Linked DNA regions of Rattus norvegicus: regions 1 and 3 are each linked to region 2. Evidence: chromatin contacts called from public Hi-C data. All regions are on one chromosome and are shown on one strand. The core of a region is the stretch at or near the end of the contact, and the rest is flanking DNA. Distances in the headings are between cores, read along the strand shown.

Evidence for each region. Hi-C and Micro-C count contacts between places; a contact is called where the count stands out from the background.
Region 1: a contact with region 2 is called in a Hi-C map of Schwann cells, with 5 times the contacts expected there. The contact joins the enhancer-like site here to the promoter of Bcl2l11 in region 2. A contact is called at or near these places in 5 of 12 Hi-C or Micro-C datasets (Schwann cells, kidney, liver and 2 more).
Region 3: a contact with region 2 is called in a Hi-C map of psoas muscle, with 4 times the contacts expected there. The contact joins the enhancer-like site here to the promoter of Bcl2l11 in region 2. A contact is called at or near these places in 10 of 12 Hi-C or Micro-C datasets (the A7r5 cell line, Schwann cells, frontal cortex and 5 more) and 1 of 1 datasets of contacts at active chromatin or transcription factors (oligodendrocytes).

Annotation. Positions count from the first base shown.
Region 1 is chr3:135,960,725-135,965,449 of GRCr8, reverse strand. LOC102555576 (a long non-coding RNA gene) reads right to left here. Exons shown (of 4, transcript XR_010064889.1): 4 at 4,622-4,725. It overlaps LOC134486438 (a long non-coding RNA gene), which reads left to right. Exons shown (of 3, transcript XR_010065372.1): 3 at 1-227. Among named protein-coding and RNA genes, the nearest start is that of Bcl2l11, 140 kb to the right of the region's middle. Within about 2 kb of position 3,094, at least 8 of the 93 cell types and tissues checked have an H3K27ac peak or open chromatin away from gene starts, as enhancers often do. A contact at or near this core is called in Schwann cells, where this site is marked.
Region 2 is chr3:135,818,409-135,823,281 of GRCr8, reverse strand. It overlaps Bcl2l11 (Bcl2-like 11), which reads right to left and starts at 3,240. Exons shown (of 4, transcript NM_171988.3): 1 at 2,991-3,240; 2 at 199-593. The coding sequence starts at 580. Acoxl (acyl-CoA oxidase-like) reads right to left here. Exons shown (of 19, transcript NM_001415677.1): 19 at 2,991-4,873.
Region 3 is chr3:135,581,206-135,585,794 of GRCr8, reverse strand. The region is part of intron 9 of Acoxl (acyl-CoA oxidase-like); the gene reads right to left. Among named protein-coding and RNA genes, the nearest start is that of Acoxl, 69 kb to the right of the region's middle. Within about 2 kb of position 3,029, at least 5 of the 93 cell types and tissues checked have an H3K27ac peak or open chromatin away from gene starts, as enhancers often do.

The sequences.
Region 1 (4,725 bases), core at 1,845-4,344, 140 kb before region 2:
CGGGCACCACCCTACAGATTAATATGGCTTCCTAGCATGAGAACAAGCTGGAAAGACCCCTAGCTCTGGCCCGTCCCCAGCCCGTCTCCCCCTGATTCCACCTCCCCCTGGCTCCACCTCCCCTGACTCCACCTCCCCCTGACTCCACCTCCCCCTGGCTCCACCTCCCCTGGCACCACCTCCCCCTGACTCCACCTCCCACTGGCTCCACCTCCCCTGGCTCCACCTCCCCCTGACTCCACCTCCCCCTGGCTCCACCTCCCCTGGCTCCACCTCCCCTGGCTCCACCTCCCACTGGCTCCACCTCCCCTGGCTCCACCTCCCCTGGCACCACCTCCCACTGGCTCCGCCTCCCCAGGCCCATCTTCCCGGCACCACCTCCCACTGACTCTGCCTCCCCTGCCTCCACTTCCCCCTGCCTCGGTCTCCAGGACACTGTTGTCCTCCTGGGCACCATCGTACCAGTTAATGTGTGGTACCTGTATGCAGGTTCCTCATCTGTTCTCCCAAATACAACAACCTGATGCAGACTAGGAAGGAGGCACCGTTTTGGTGGAACCCTTGACTCTTCACGGCAGAGGGCTTCTTCTTCCTTAGCTCTCCTGAGGTCCCTCCCACTGCCTTCTCTGGACTATCTCTGTCCTGGACCCTCAGAGCATCTTTTTTCTAGCTCTAATAGTCCTGAGATCCACTTGTCAGCAATACTGACACCATCAAAATCCACCACCAAAGCTTCTTATCCACTCAAGCCTCTGGAGCCACGCACTCTCCGAGGCTCGTCTCTACCCCGAAGGCATCCTCAGAAGCACACCATGGAAGTGAGTTATACCACTATGCCAGAAGGGGATGATTGAAAGGATGAATGTCAGGATGTCAGGGTAGGTTAGGAGATGGAGTCCAAGGATGAAAGGCCCAGGAAGATTAAAGTACATAGAAGGTTCTGGTAGGAACAGGGACATATTGGCATCTACTAACAAAAGACCAGAAAGAGTACATTCTAAGTGGAGAGACAAGCAAGAACTTCGACCTTTCCGATGCTGCTACCAAGCAGGAATCTCCTTCATTTGTAATTTGTGGTTATTTTGTTTCTGTTTTAAAAAGAAAAAAGAAAGGATACACTTAGTCTTTTTGTTTCCTTTCAGTGAGACAGAACATTATGTAGCTCAGGCTGGCCTTGAAATCCCTAAGTAGCCTCTGCCACCAAGAACTTGTGAGTCTTGTAACTACACGTGTGTACCACCACACACACTGGACGCTGTGTTGGGATTGAATCCAAGGCTTGCTGAGTGCCAGGCAAGCATTCTACTAACCTAAGGTATCTCGTGTGTCTCTTTCTGTTTCCCGGCTTCCTTTGGGCTCGGTTCAGTTTCTCAGCCCCCAATATCTTAGGTCCCTTGCCTTAGCCTCCACCTAGTGCTGCTTCAGCCCACATAAGCTCACAGCTTCAGTGTATGAAGGGATTCTCCCAGAAGAGCAGGCTTTGCTGTCCCTGCCTAGGAGGCCTGGTGATTTAAAACACAGAGGTTAGCATCCTGCTTCCAGCTATGTCCCCAGGTGCCACATGGTATTTGCCTAACACTCTGGTACTAACCATAAAAACCATTTTCACTTTTAACTCAGACTCAGCTCAAATTCTATCCGGAGTTCGCCGCATTCCCTCAAGAACTACTAGTTCTCTGGTGTTCATCTCCGAGGGCCAGAATTGAGGACTTGTCCAGCCCTGAACACTGGCACTAGTGTTTGGCAACTGGTGTGTGCTCCTGGTCTGGCTTTCTGTTTGGGAGTCTCTAGGGTGATGTGTGACCAGATAAGGGTTGTAATGAGAGAGGAGGGCCTTGGGGGTGTCCAGTGAAAAGACAGCTAGAGGAATAAACAGAGAAAAGCTGCAGTGCTCTGTCTAGACAAATGAGGGTGCGCAGTAGGTCTGCAGGGTGACTCAGAACTGCTAATGAATGCCCCCTATTCATGGGTCCAGGCCTTTGTTTAAGTCCAGGCCTGTATTTTAAAAAACAAGAACTGGTTGAACTGGTCTGACCACCGCAAAGGCTGAACACTTCCCCCAGGCGGGTACTCAGGTGAATGAAGTCATCGATATTTTCTTATTTTCCATGCAGTCCCAATCTGTGATTAACTTTTATCTCTTCCCTGAAACAACAGCCTCCCTCAGACAGATAACAAGGAGGGCTGGGGGGGTTAGTGTGGAGGGGAATTCGAAGCCTCTGGGGAAGGGAAGGCTTGCACTCCCAGCCCTGACCCCTGTAGCTGCACTGTGCCCAGATGTCCCTGCTTCAAGTTCACTTAACTCAAAGCGAATGGCCAACTTCCTATGTCCTCATCTTGTTAAGGGCTCCACCACACACCAGGAAGTCTTGTTGTAACTGTCTTGTAATGTTTGAGTCCGGCCCCAGTTATAGGTTGGAACCCTATGAGCAACCAGGCTGGCCTCACCTCAGAAGCACCCTCCAGCCTCCCTCCCTCGGGCCTCTGCTAAGATCAGAGTTCCCCTTGTGTGAGCAAAGCTCCTATTGTGGGAGGTTTGCCCTTGGCACTCATCGTTAAAAACCACTGCATCTCAAACCTATGAGGAATGTAATGGGTGAATTAGGCAGATGAAACTCAAGACCTCCCCCCAGCACCCCAATCTATATTGTGTTTACTCCCTTGTGCTGGACATAAACAAACCAGGGAGGCTACTTTGATAACAGTGGAGCAACAGAGAAGGTAAGAGGTGCCCCCTTGGTACATTACTTCTCTGCTGGGGAGGCAGTAGGGAATGGTGGGGACCAGAGCCAGGACTGTAGAAAAAGACGTGGTATCCAGGATGCCTTGTTTAAGAAAACACTCTTCCCAGGTCCCTGCAAGGGCAGAGCTGACACCTGAAAGAGAATGGGTCCTTTTAAACTTTGCTTCTTGGCTTTGGTGTGTCTGACCTACCCTACCCCTGGTAAGACAGTGGTAAGCTTTGATCTCGCCTAGAGACAGCCACTAATTGGTGTCACCTAACTGTTGGTGAAAGGCAGGGAGTACTGTGGTCCCCACGAGGCTTTCAAATATTCTGTGGGTGTTCTGACTGCGCCTGACATCATGTGGCTAGGGAGTTGAGTCACTCATAACTTCCCCACTGCAGGAAGAGTTTCTTCCACCAGGGCCTCAGCTCAACTCCATGTGATTCCAGGGACAGGCACAGGATGGGTGCTTAGTAATGACAAGGGACAAACGGACTAGGGTGGGCCTTGAGTTAGGAACTTTATTCACAAAACAGTCATCAAGTGCCAGCTACGTGGCTGCTCTCAGTCCTGGCTGCTTTGGGAGAGTGGCCTCCTTGGTGTGCAGGGCATGGTCCCCTGCTGATTGCAGACCAGGGCACAGTGGCTTCTCCCCACTCCTGGTATGCAGCAGGCTTGGGAAAGCGGGAACAATAACTTACTAGCAAGACACACGCTCACAAACTGGTTTACGCTCTGAAATCTGTCATCAGATGCAGCAGATGCGCATGGCCACGACTCAGCTACTGTGAGACGGAATGAATGACAGCCGAAGGTGACGATGTCACTCAAGACAAGTGACCACAGAAAGGCTGGGAGCTGTACACCACAGGTGCCAAAAGTAGTGGTCAGGTCCTTTGTGTTCTGAGGCCAAGTAACAAATGGACAGAAACCCAATGGACAGAACCACAGGTATGAATCTTGTCTCCTCTAACTTCATCAAAAGTTAAGACATCATCTTTAAGACAAGAAAAACACTGTCCATACATGAAAGATTTGGGAGTATTATTCAATGTATGTGCATGTATCTACATGAATATGTATGTGTACATTGTGTAACATTGAGTATGTGTATAAGTATGTGTATGTTATCTGCATGCATCTAAGTATGTATAAGTATGTGCACTATCTATATATGCATGTTCATGTATATGTGTATATATAAGCATATATGTATATGTGTGCCTGTATATTGCACTTATGCACGTGTATATATATGTATATTTGCATATATGCTTATATTTGTACATACTTACTGTGCATATTTGCATGTGTACACACGCATATATGTTGTGTGTATGTTTGTGCATATGTGGTTGTGTGTATATGTTAAATATTACATGTATATGTGTATGTGTGAAAAGCTTAGCAACTGAAGATAGTCCTTGTTTTTTTTGAAGACGTGCAGAGAACTTAAAATTTAACCAAACCATAGGTTACAAGAGCCTTTACAAACACCTATACTTCACCAACATTACATGGTGTTGCATTTAATCTAAGCCTGTTGCAGGAAACATCAACTGGAAAATCTTCCAAAACTCACATGTTTGACAACCCCATGGTCACTTAGCAATTACTCAGATGCTGAACGGTGATTTAAAGGTGAAATGTATTGGACTGGGCATAGTAAATTATTATGTGTCAGCTGTGATCTGAGTGTCCAAACCCAGGGGTGTGGCCAGTGAGGATTTTATCATAAGATTATGAAAGGCTGAAAGTAAGTGAGCTGAGTGTTCAAAGTAGGAATTATAGGAAATTTCTTTAGTGTGACAAAGATACTCACCAAAAAATGTAAACACTGAAATCAGCTCTGAAGCTTTGGAGCCATGCCCATCAACACCAGCAGGAGACACGAGGCCATTGCCAATGTTTTTATTCCTCAGCTTCCAGGAATCAATACCCAGAACAAGGAGACAAAAGACACAGAGAAGAAACTCACAAAGAAGCAGAGATGGTCAGC
Region 2 (4,873 bases), core at 1,991-4,490:
ATGTTTGCACATCCATAAATTCACAACAAACTCTACAAGTTAAAAAAAACTGTTGAGATCTCCATACATCTTGTTTTTATCAAAATATAGAATGAGTCGCTTGAGCAATTCTATGAGGCTTTAAATGCTCCCCAACAGCGTTGAAACCGATATTCAAACAAGCACACACCAACTGCCCCTTACCTAGCTATAGCTTACCCATTGCACTGAGATAATGGTTGAAGGCCTGGCAAGGAGGACTTGGGGTTTGTGTTGACTTGTCACAACTCATGGGTGCCGGGCTCCTGTCTGTGTCAAAAGAGAAATACCCACTGGAGGACCGGGACAGCAGAGAAGATCTTCTCACAAAGATGAAAAGTGGGGATCTGGTAGCAAAAGGACCAGGGCTGGCCGGTGGGGCCAGCGGGCCCTGAGGGCTGCCGTGGGGGCAGCGGTCCCCTTCGCCGTCGGGATTACCTTGCGATTCTGTCTGTAGGGAGGTAGGGGCCCCAGGCCTGAGCTGGGGAGGCCTCTCAGCAGGCTGCAATTGTCCACCTTCTCTGTCACACTCAGAATTTACATCAGAAGGTTGCTTGGCCATTTGGTCTTTTTTTCTGCAAGGAAACCGGAGGGGAGGAGAGACAACAAAACGATTATCTTCAGCAAATTAAGTTTTAAAATCATTTCATCCACTCGTTAAGAATTCTAGAGTCAACCTCAGATTCTTTGTTATGTTGTTTGCTTTTCTGACTATCTTCCAAGTAAGATCAAAAGTGCACCCAAAATAATGAAGGTGTGTTTATTTTGATGCAGGGTGAAACTAAATCAGACTACCAAACAAAACAAAGTATCAACTCCATAGCTTGTGGAGTCAGTTGGTGCGCTCACGCACATACACAACCACAGAAGTTTTAGGAGAAGCAGCTCATGGGAAGTCTACATTTCGTGCTTTTCCTTCAGGACAAACTTGAATCAAGTCTGAAAATCCCAGCGGGCTCCCATTTCCCGGGCTCAGATGCGGCGCTGGAGCACAGGAGCCGGCGCAGATGCAGAGATTGCAGGCGGCTGGCCGCCTTCCCTGCTCCGGCCCCATTGTTTGCCGAAAATGCTGAGGGCAGCAAGTCTGGAGAAGGTTTGGCAGCGGCCGTCAGTCGTAGTAAGTGCGTCACAATAGAGTTTGTAACTCCGAGCGCAGCTCCGCCCGGGTCGGGCGCCCTCGGCCGCAAGGTCCCTCCTGCTGCCTGCCCTGAGCGCCACCCCAAACACTAAACCACTTCTCTCCCGTGCAACCTTGCCGAAATGTGCACACTTCCAAATGGGGGCCTTCAGAGACATCCCTTTGAAAGTTCCACACCTAGCTACGTGCGCTTGGCAATACCCGGCGCAAGGCTGACTCTTTCCCTCCCCGGGCCACCACACGGAGACTCACGTCCGCCCCTTCCCTTCGGAGCGCAGCGTGTTGTGCCGATCGGACGACCCCTGCACGTAGCCACCGAGAAGGCAAGGGAAACAAAGCCGGGTCCTGGGCTCCAGGGCCCCTCGCCTGCCCGTCCGCCCTCCGCCACGCTCCGCCGGGGAGCCCAAGGTTTCGCGCGCCGCGCCTCTGGCTCGCGCTGCACCGGCCACCGCCGGGATCATCCTCCGCCTCCTCCCGCTCCGCCCCTCGCGCGCAGCTCCCGCCGCCGCGCGGGCACCGCCAGCCCTGCGCCCCTGGCGCCGGCTGCTAGTGCTCCCCATTGGCCCGCGCGCAGTCGCTCCTCACCGTAACCAATGGGCAGAGGCGGCGGGGGCGGCGCCTACGGGTCAGGCAGCCGAAGGCAAGGCGATTGTTGACAAACTCGCCTCCCAGCGCCGCGCAGACTGTGCCGGCCGCCGCAGCTACGGCTGGAACTTAGGGGGCCGGGCTGCTTTGCTTTGCGCCCCGCCCCGCCCCAGGGCCCGGCCCGGACGCCGCGCGCCTTGCGGGAATTCCCGCCGCCAAGGCATCGGGACATTAGAGACAAAGCGAGACCCGCACCCCTCGGAGATCCGCATGGGGCCACGATCACACTCCAGGCCACTCCGGGCAAAGGCCCTAACGGCCCCCGCAGTCCCTAGCCGAACTTCTTAGCAACTTCACCTGCTGTGCCCCCATGTGCTACCGACATGCACCAAATATGAACGACCCTCTCCGGTCTCGGGCGTGCACATCCAGACCTCCGCCCCCACTGTTCAGTTAGCCTTGCACAAGCAGTGCCTGCCTCGGGTGCATTAGGCTCGCGAGCTCAGGGGTCCGCTAGCCTATGCGACTGGGTCTTGGTGCGATCGGGCTAGAAGGAGTAGACAGGGCAGTCAGCTGGCTGGAGCTCGGAACACGCGTAGCCTAAGTGATCCTAGGGGGCTTACGGGGTCTCTTGTCTCCTGTAGATACGGCGCTCCTCAATATCCACAGGACGCTCGCAAAAAGAACCGGGCCGCCCGCGACATCCGGAAAGGCGAAATTGACCACTGTGGCCAAACTGGCTTGAGTGAGTACAAGCAAAGTCTGGGCGCGTGTGATTTTAATACTCAAACCTCCGCAATGAACCCGCGCCAGCGAAGAGTTAAGTCTACCCGCCCGCCGCTACTGCGCGGCTACTTCTCCCGGGCCGTCTGGGTCGCGGCGACGCTTCCCGGCTGGACGCACTACGGGCACTACGAAGCGGGACCTCCGCTCCAAGCCGAGACCACGCGCCCTCCTGGCCCGCGAGAGATGCCTCAGCGGCCCCTCGTGCAGCATCCCGGCCCAACCCGGTCTTCGGCTAAGAGCCCGCAGCTTCTGTGCCCACGACCCTTCCCCAGAAGTGCCTTGGCACGCAGAGACCTCGACCCGACTCCCAGCGTTCGCCTCCTGCAGCCGCGCGCCACGCGGGACAAACCAGCGCCTCCACCCGCACGTGCGACACCAGAGACAGATGAAGCCGCAGAGGTGGCTGCGGCGCCTGTCTTCTATCCATCCCCAGCCTGCGCCCCGGGAGTCGAGGAGTGTTTACCTTGCGTTTCTCAGTCCGAGAATCAGAGTCAGACATTGGGTGGACGAGGGCCAGGGGAAGGGCGCCGAGGCGGTGGCGGCGGGGGCAGCGGAGGTGGTGTGAATCCAAGTGGAACACAGCTCGCGGAGCGGCTGCAGGAATCCGGTGACTGCAACGACAACGGCGGCGGCGGCAAGGACCGCAGAGCTCCAACAAGCTGTTGACCCAGTGCCTGCGGGGAGCGAAGTGAAAGCAGCCTGCCCCAGCCACTCTGCTCTTACTGAGCCCCCGCTCCGGCGCCCAATCACCGCGGGCTCCGCCCCCCGCTCAGTCCGGCCCGGGCAAGCCGGAAGGTAAGTCCCACCCCCCACGGCCCCCAGGCCGCTGGCGCGTGCAGGCTGCGACAGGTAGTGGGGAGGGTGGCCCCACCGGCTGTCCTGCAGTTTGCGTGCGCCGCCCACCCCGGCGTGTTTACCCTAGTGACTTGGCCTGTGGGCAGCTGCATGCACGCCCATCCTCCACTCAGAATGTACCCGCCCCTCCCGGTCCGCCCGTGGCGGCCACCTCGCAGAGCGGAACTTAGGGGGCGCTCAGGGCACGCTGCTCTGTGTCCAGCCTGGCCGCGGCCGCCAGTTGGAAGCCTCAGGAGGCGCCCCTGCTCCCTTGGTTTGCGGAGCTTCTCAGCCCCAAACCAAAGGGACTAGATTGGTGCAAGGATGGGTACTGTCCTTTCCAAGAATTCCTGGCCTCCGGGGACCCAGATCAGAAAGATGCTTGCCCTTCCTCGGCTATGCCACAAGCGGGACTCTTCATCACCGCCGCCTTCTGTCCTCATTTAGGCTCTCCCTGGTTTTGTGTGTGTGTGTGTGTGTGTGTGTGTGTGTGTGTTGTTTTGTTTTGTTGTTGTTGTTTTTGTGTTCTATATGTTTGTTTCCCCAGTGCAGAGCTGGTGGTGGGAAGGACAGTTGAGAGACCAGGGAGGCTTCGGGGAGCGATGGGCGTGCACGATAAAGCAGATAAAATAGGGGAATGAGAAAGTTAACTCGAAAAGAATAAACAAGGAAAAGGAGGTGGGCTACCAAATAAAGACTGTTGCGCCATGAGCTGTACTGGGATCCTCAAAATTTATTGGGCTCACAGAGTACCGCCTGGAACTGTCTACCCATCGGCCCGCTGAAGCTGGCGGCCGCGGAACAGCGGAATTCAGGGCAAGCTAGGAAAGCCAGAAGGGGGTTGAAAAATCCCCTGACCCTCCTGAGGCCTTCGTGACCCTAACCGAAGTCTCGAAGTCAATGGTGCCATGTGCGTCCCCACCCCCAACCTCTTCTCTCACAGCGGCGGCCGAGAGTAGCTGGTCTGGAAATGGATCGTCCCCACACGTGAGGATTAAAGAAACTCGATTTAAGGGCTACCCAACCTGCATCCAGGCTGGCAGCAAGAGGGACATGGCCTTTTCATGAGGAACAAGTGTCAGGTGGCCTGTCGTCCCACCGTTGGACCATCTTGGTCATTTTGATGTTTATAAGCGGACCTAACGTCACGGTGACACAGCAAAGCCCCAGGCTAAATCTTGGCTCTTAGGTGAATCCTGAGCGAGTTATTGGTTAAGAAGTTATTGGTTCCCAGGGAAACTGGGGGGCTCAGGACAAAGCCTTGCTGGAGGTGAGGGACGATCGCTATAAGAGAGCACAGGGCAAGGGCATGGATGCAGGTCTGTCTTGACCAAGGCTGTGAACCAGTACTGTGCCTTGACCGACCACTCGGCATCCCACCCATGCAGCCCAATCTGCTGCTGCTACTCCGGGAGTCCAAAACCAGTAACAAGTCTGCCTGCTCCACGCCCTCAGCGGGCAGCCAGGCGCCTCAGCCTTAGACTAGAGAAGAACCACACAGGGATGGGGGGG
Region 3 (4,589 bases), core at 1,780-4,279, 240 kb after region 2:
GAATAGAATTAGATTCTAACCCAAAACATCAATTAAACTTCCATAAACATATAATGATGCAAACAAACAATCAAACCAGATATGGCGGTACACACCTGTACCCCAAGCCCTGGAAAGATAGGAGCAGGTTCAAAGTCAACCTCGACTATATGTGAGTTCGAAGTCAACCTGGGCTACATGAAACCATGTCCCAGAGAGACAAAGAAGTAAAAGAAAAAGAAGAAGTGACTAAATAATAAATAAATAATAAAGGATGAAGGAGAGGCAAATATTTATGGAGAAGAATTCCAAATAATATATGTGGATAGCCCATCCTTAAGGAAGTAGAGCATGACCCCCCCACATCTTAAGCATGAGCTGCTCGTATGACAGCAGGCAATAACTTTAGCCTGGAGAACACTTAGAGATACTTTCTTAACTGAACTAAATCAATGACAGCTGGCCCGGGGCAATGAGGAGACCTGGGGTAGGGCAGATGCTGGGCCCTAGAGGCAATACCATCACCTAGCTTTAAAGGCATCTCTCCTAGAGAAGGGGAGCCTCTCCCCCAAGTGAGAGAATATCCCAACCCTGCTGCCTATAGTGGTCCAGATTCTCCATGGATCCCAGACAAGCCTGCTTGAGTCCTCCATGTGCAGCTCTGCCGAATTGTCTGCTCTCACAGCACCTTCACTAATGAATAGACACTAAGGAAGGAAGGGGAGGGTGGACACCCTGAACAGCAACTCAGAAGGAGTATATTCCTTGTCAATGCTTCACCAGGACCTCTTCAACATTCAGGACAGAAAGACATAGAGCTGGTAATAGCCAAAGGTTTCTGTTATGATTTAAATATGAAATGTCTCCCACAGACCCATGTTTGAAAACTCAGTACCCAGCTGGTGATGCTGAATGAAGAAGTTGTGGAACCTTTAGGGTGGAAGACCTGCCTGGATCACGCAGATCACTGGGTAAGGGCAGACCTTTGAGGGTTACAGCCAAAACCCAAGCTCTCTGGCTCCAAGTGGGCAATAGATGGGAACAAGCTCCATGATTAATTCCCATCACCATGGACCAAGCCTTCGCCTATGTCTCTCCTGCAATGATGGACTGTATTCTGTAAAATCGTGAGCCAAAATAAACTTCTCTTCCTTTTAGTTGCTTCAGTCAGGTATTTTATCACAAAATGTCACTAGTATACATGTCCTCACTACCTTACCTTGGGGGCAGAGGTGTTAAATACACTGTTAGTGGACGGGGATGAAAAGAGGCATCTGACATCTTTAGCCTAGCTGTGAGCTATAAACTAAACAATTTGTAAGGTCATGAGTAATCATAGGGACATGTCAAAAAACAAAAAAGCCATCCTTAAACCTAATGGCTCTCTCTTCTTTCCTTAAAGGACTTTTAACGTGGAGTCTAGGTATCCAATACGCCTTCACTAAGCACATCCAAGGAGGATGCTTGGACCCATGATGCATCTGTGAAAGGTGCCCTTTAAATTGGGGGCAAATGCCGTGCCCAGATGGTATCATTTTGCTGGTGGGATGAGTTCTGTTTCCGAAAGTCCAGCACGTGGGTTGCAGCAAAGCTGGGATGAGATGGAAAATGTAAGAAAAGGAAATTGCTGTAGTGAGCCGGCCCCTGGTGCCTTACAATACCGCAGCTGATCACTCAAGCATGGAAAGTAGGACATTATTCTCACAACACTGATTAGGCAAGGAAATGAGATATGCAAATATTTTTTAAAAGTCTGCCCGTACCAACTTTATTACCAGATGAAAGTTCACAAAGAAAACATGACTCTATCGGGTCAATATTGAGCTAATGCCCTTGACTCAGATTACCTGACCTGGAAGATCCCTGAACACAAAAGTCAAGTTCAAGACTCAGGCAACACAATCAAGGAGATGGACAGGAGGACATTTTTGACAGGAGGACATTTTTAAAATATTGCGTGGTTCAGCTCAGCCCAAAAGTCAAGCGTTTACATTTCTAAAAACCCAAAATATTGTTCCTTTAGAGCTCAATATATCCATATTTCTGTCTTTATGTCTCTAGTCAGACAATGAGCCTTAAAATAAAGGCTCAGAGACAAGAGGAAGTTTGTTTTGTGGGGGGAAGGTGAGAGAGAGAGAGAGAGAGAGAGAGAGAGAGAGAGAGAGAGAGAAGTCCTGACTATCATAGAGCTCACTATGTAGACTAGGCTGACCTCAAACCCACAGATATCCTTCTACCCAGGCCTCCTGAGTACTGGGATTAAAGTTATGCACCACTATGCCCAGCTATAACATGAAGTTTGTAGAGACTGAAGTCAATGAAGGACAAGGCTGGGCACAGAACTCCACTGCCAAGCCACCTCACCTCCCAGAGTGCCTGTCTTCCATTTGTAAAGAGGCATCATGGTGGAGCTGCAGCAGACATTGAGTAAGAACATGTGTACAGAGGAGGAGTCCATTCCATTGTAGATACCACTGTGCATAGCTCCCCTCTGTTCTCCCGGACTTCCTTAGCATAGAGATACTGTGATAGGCTACATTCAAGTCACAGATAACTACTGAAAGTCTCCTATGTGCCTGGTACTGTATAATGCCCTCACCACCACACCCCTACACACACATACACACACACACACACACACACACACACACACACACACACACCTTCTGGTAGCAAATACAGAGTTCACATCAGGGACTGGAATAAACAAAGCACTTTGAAAGTTCTGTAAAGGAAAGTTCTCTGAAGGATACACAACATCCACTTAATAGAACCAGTGCCTAAGAAAGGAAGCATCAGTCATAGGTGGGAGGACCAGCCTGTGCAGAAGTGACAGTGTAGCCTGTGCAGAAGTGACAGTGTAGCCTGTGCAGAAGTGACAGTGTAGCCTGTGTAGAAGTGACAGTGTAGTCTGTTTGAAGAGCTAAAATAAGATCTGTGTCACTGGGGTTTGGGATCAATTTCTCTTACTCAGGTATAAAGCCCCTTAGCCCAGCTGCTCCACAGTGTGGCCTGAAGTGCACTATGAAGCTGTGATCCTATTACACAGTCGTCTTTAGAGAACAAGAGACAGTCCCTGGGCTATGTGTCATCTGCCCAGAATAGCGATTCAGTCACACTGACAATATCGTCAGACCCAGGAGGCTCATCGACGAGCAGTCTGCAAGGGTAGCCAAGGAGCAAATGTGCACTGTAGGAAATAAGCACAGACTTCTCTGCCTTCGTACTCACTGCCCAGACTGAAATGCCCCGGGGGCAGGCTAGCCCCAAGATTATAACACAGCTCTGGACTGGCAATGGAAGTATTATGTCTGTTTTTCTATAAGTTTCACTTAGGAGTCTAGGGCTCTTCATATATTTCAGAAGCCTCTGTCTAACGGTTGAGAAAGCAGCTCAGTTGTATCGTGCATGCCTAAAATGCCACGAGGCCCCAGGTTCCATGAAATAAATACACAATAAGTAATACTAATAAACAATAAAAGGAAGGCCACGAAATGGCTTATATGGAGATAATAAATAATATTAATTAATAGGTAGTAAATAGAAAGCCATGTGGCCCACACCAAATCCCCATAGCATTATGATTTGAACTCATCTATTCTCTACCAAAGAAACCTCTCCCTTCAATGCTGTTAGTCATCCATCCATCCATCCATTCATCCATCATGTGTTCATGATTTATTTACTAGACATTTAGTACCAAGCCTTGTTCTCAGTTCAGAAGGGACAATGGTTATCAAAAAACATCATATTTGCCCTCTTGTTCCTAAATTCTTTGGTGAGGCAAGTCACTCAATTATTGCTACATGGTGGATTGAGTTTTTGAACATTTAAGAAAGAGTCTCTGCTGTGGAAGTGCAGAAGATATCCTCCTCCTCAACTCCTTAGGAAAATTCAAGCCATACACTGACCCAACCCAGACCTGCCTATCCCTGACCCATCACCCCAGCGAGCCCAGACACATCCCTGACCCATCACCCCCGTGAGAAAGACCCACCCCTGATCCATCTCTAGCGAGCCCAGCCCTCTCTATCTGGCCTCTCCACATATGCCATGGTCTTTCCCTTCCCTGCTACTTCTCCATTTGCAATGTACATGTCTTCTTCAGATCTTTATGGTGGTTCCAATGGTCAATGCTTTGCTCCCCATCCATTAGCCAGCTGTCAGGACAGTGAGTCTAAATATTCAACCTTCTCCCTCTTCCTCCTGCATGTGAGCCTCCGTTGCAGCTTCCCTGCTATCCACTGCCTTCAAGCATCGCAGGGAAACTTAGCCCACGTTAGTTCCTGTGTGGCACCACAACTAGACCACACTGTTCACTACTCTGTGACTCCATGCGTCCTCCATGCCTGGACTGTCCCTTCTACCAACTAACTTCTACCTGGGTTTCAAACCTCAGTGTGAGGCCTTTGGGGGACGCCTCAGTGCATGGTTGAAGCTAAGCTTGGTGATTCTCTGACCCCACTCATAACAGTATTCATATCATTCTGACTATAACTGCTGGCCTGTCTCAACCTTTTTTATTTTCATAGTCAACCCCATTGCTCTTACAGAAAAGAGTTGACTCACAGAGCAGAACTCTTCATCTTCAGCCCATAGTTATGTCTAGA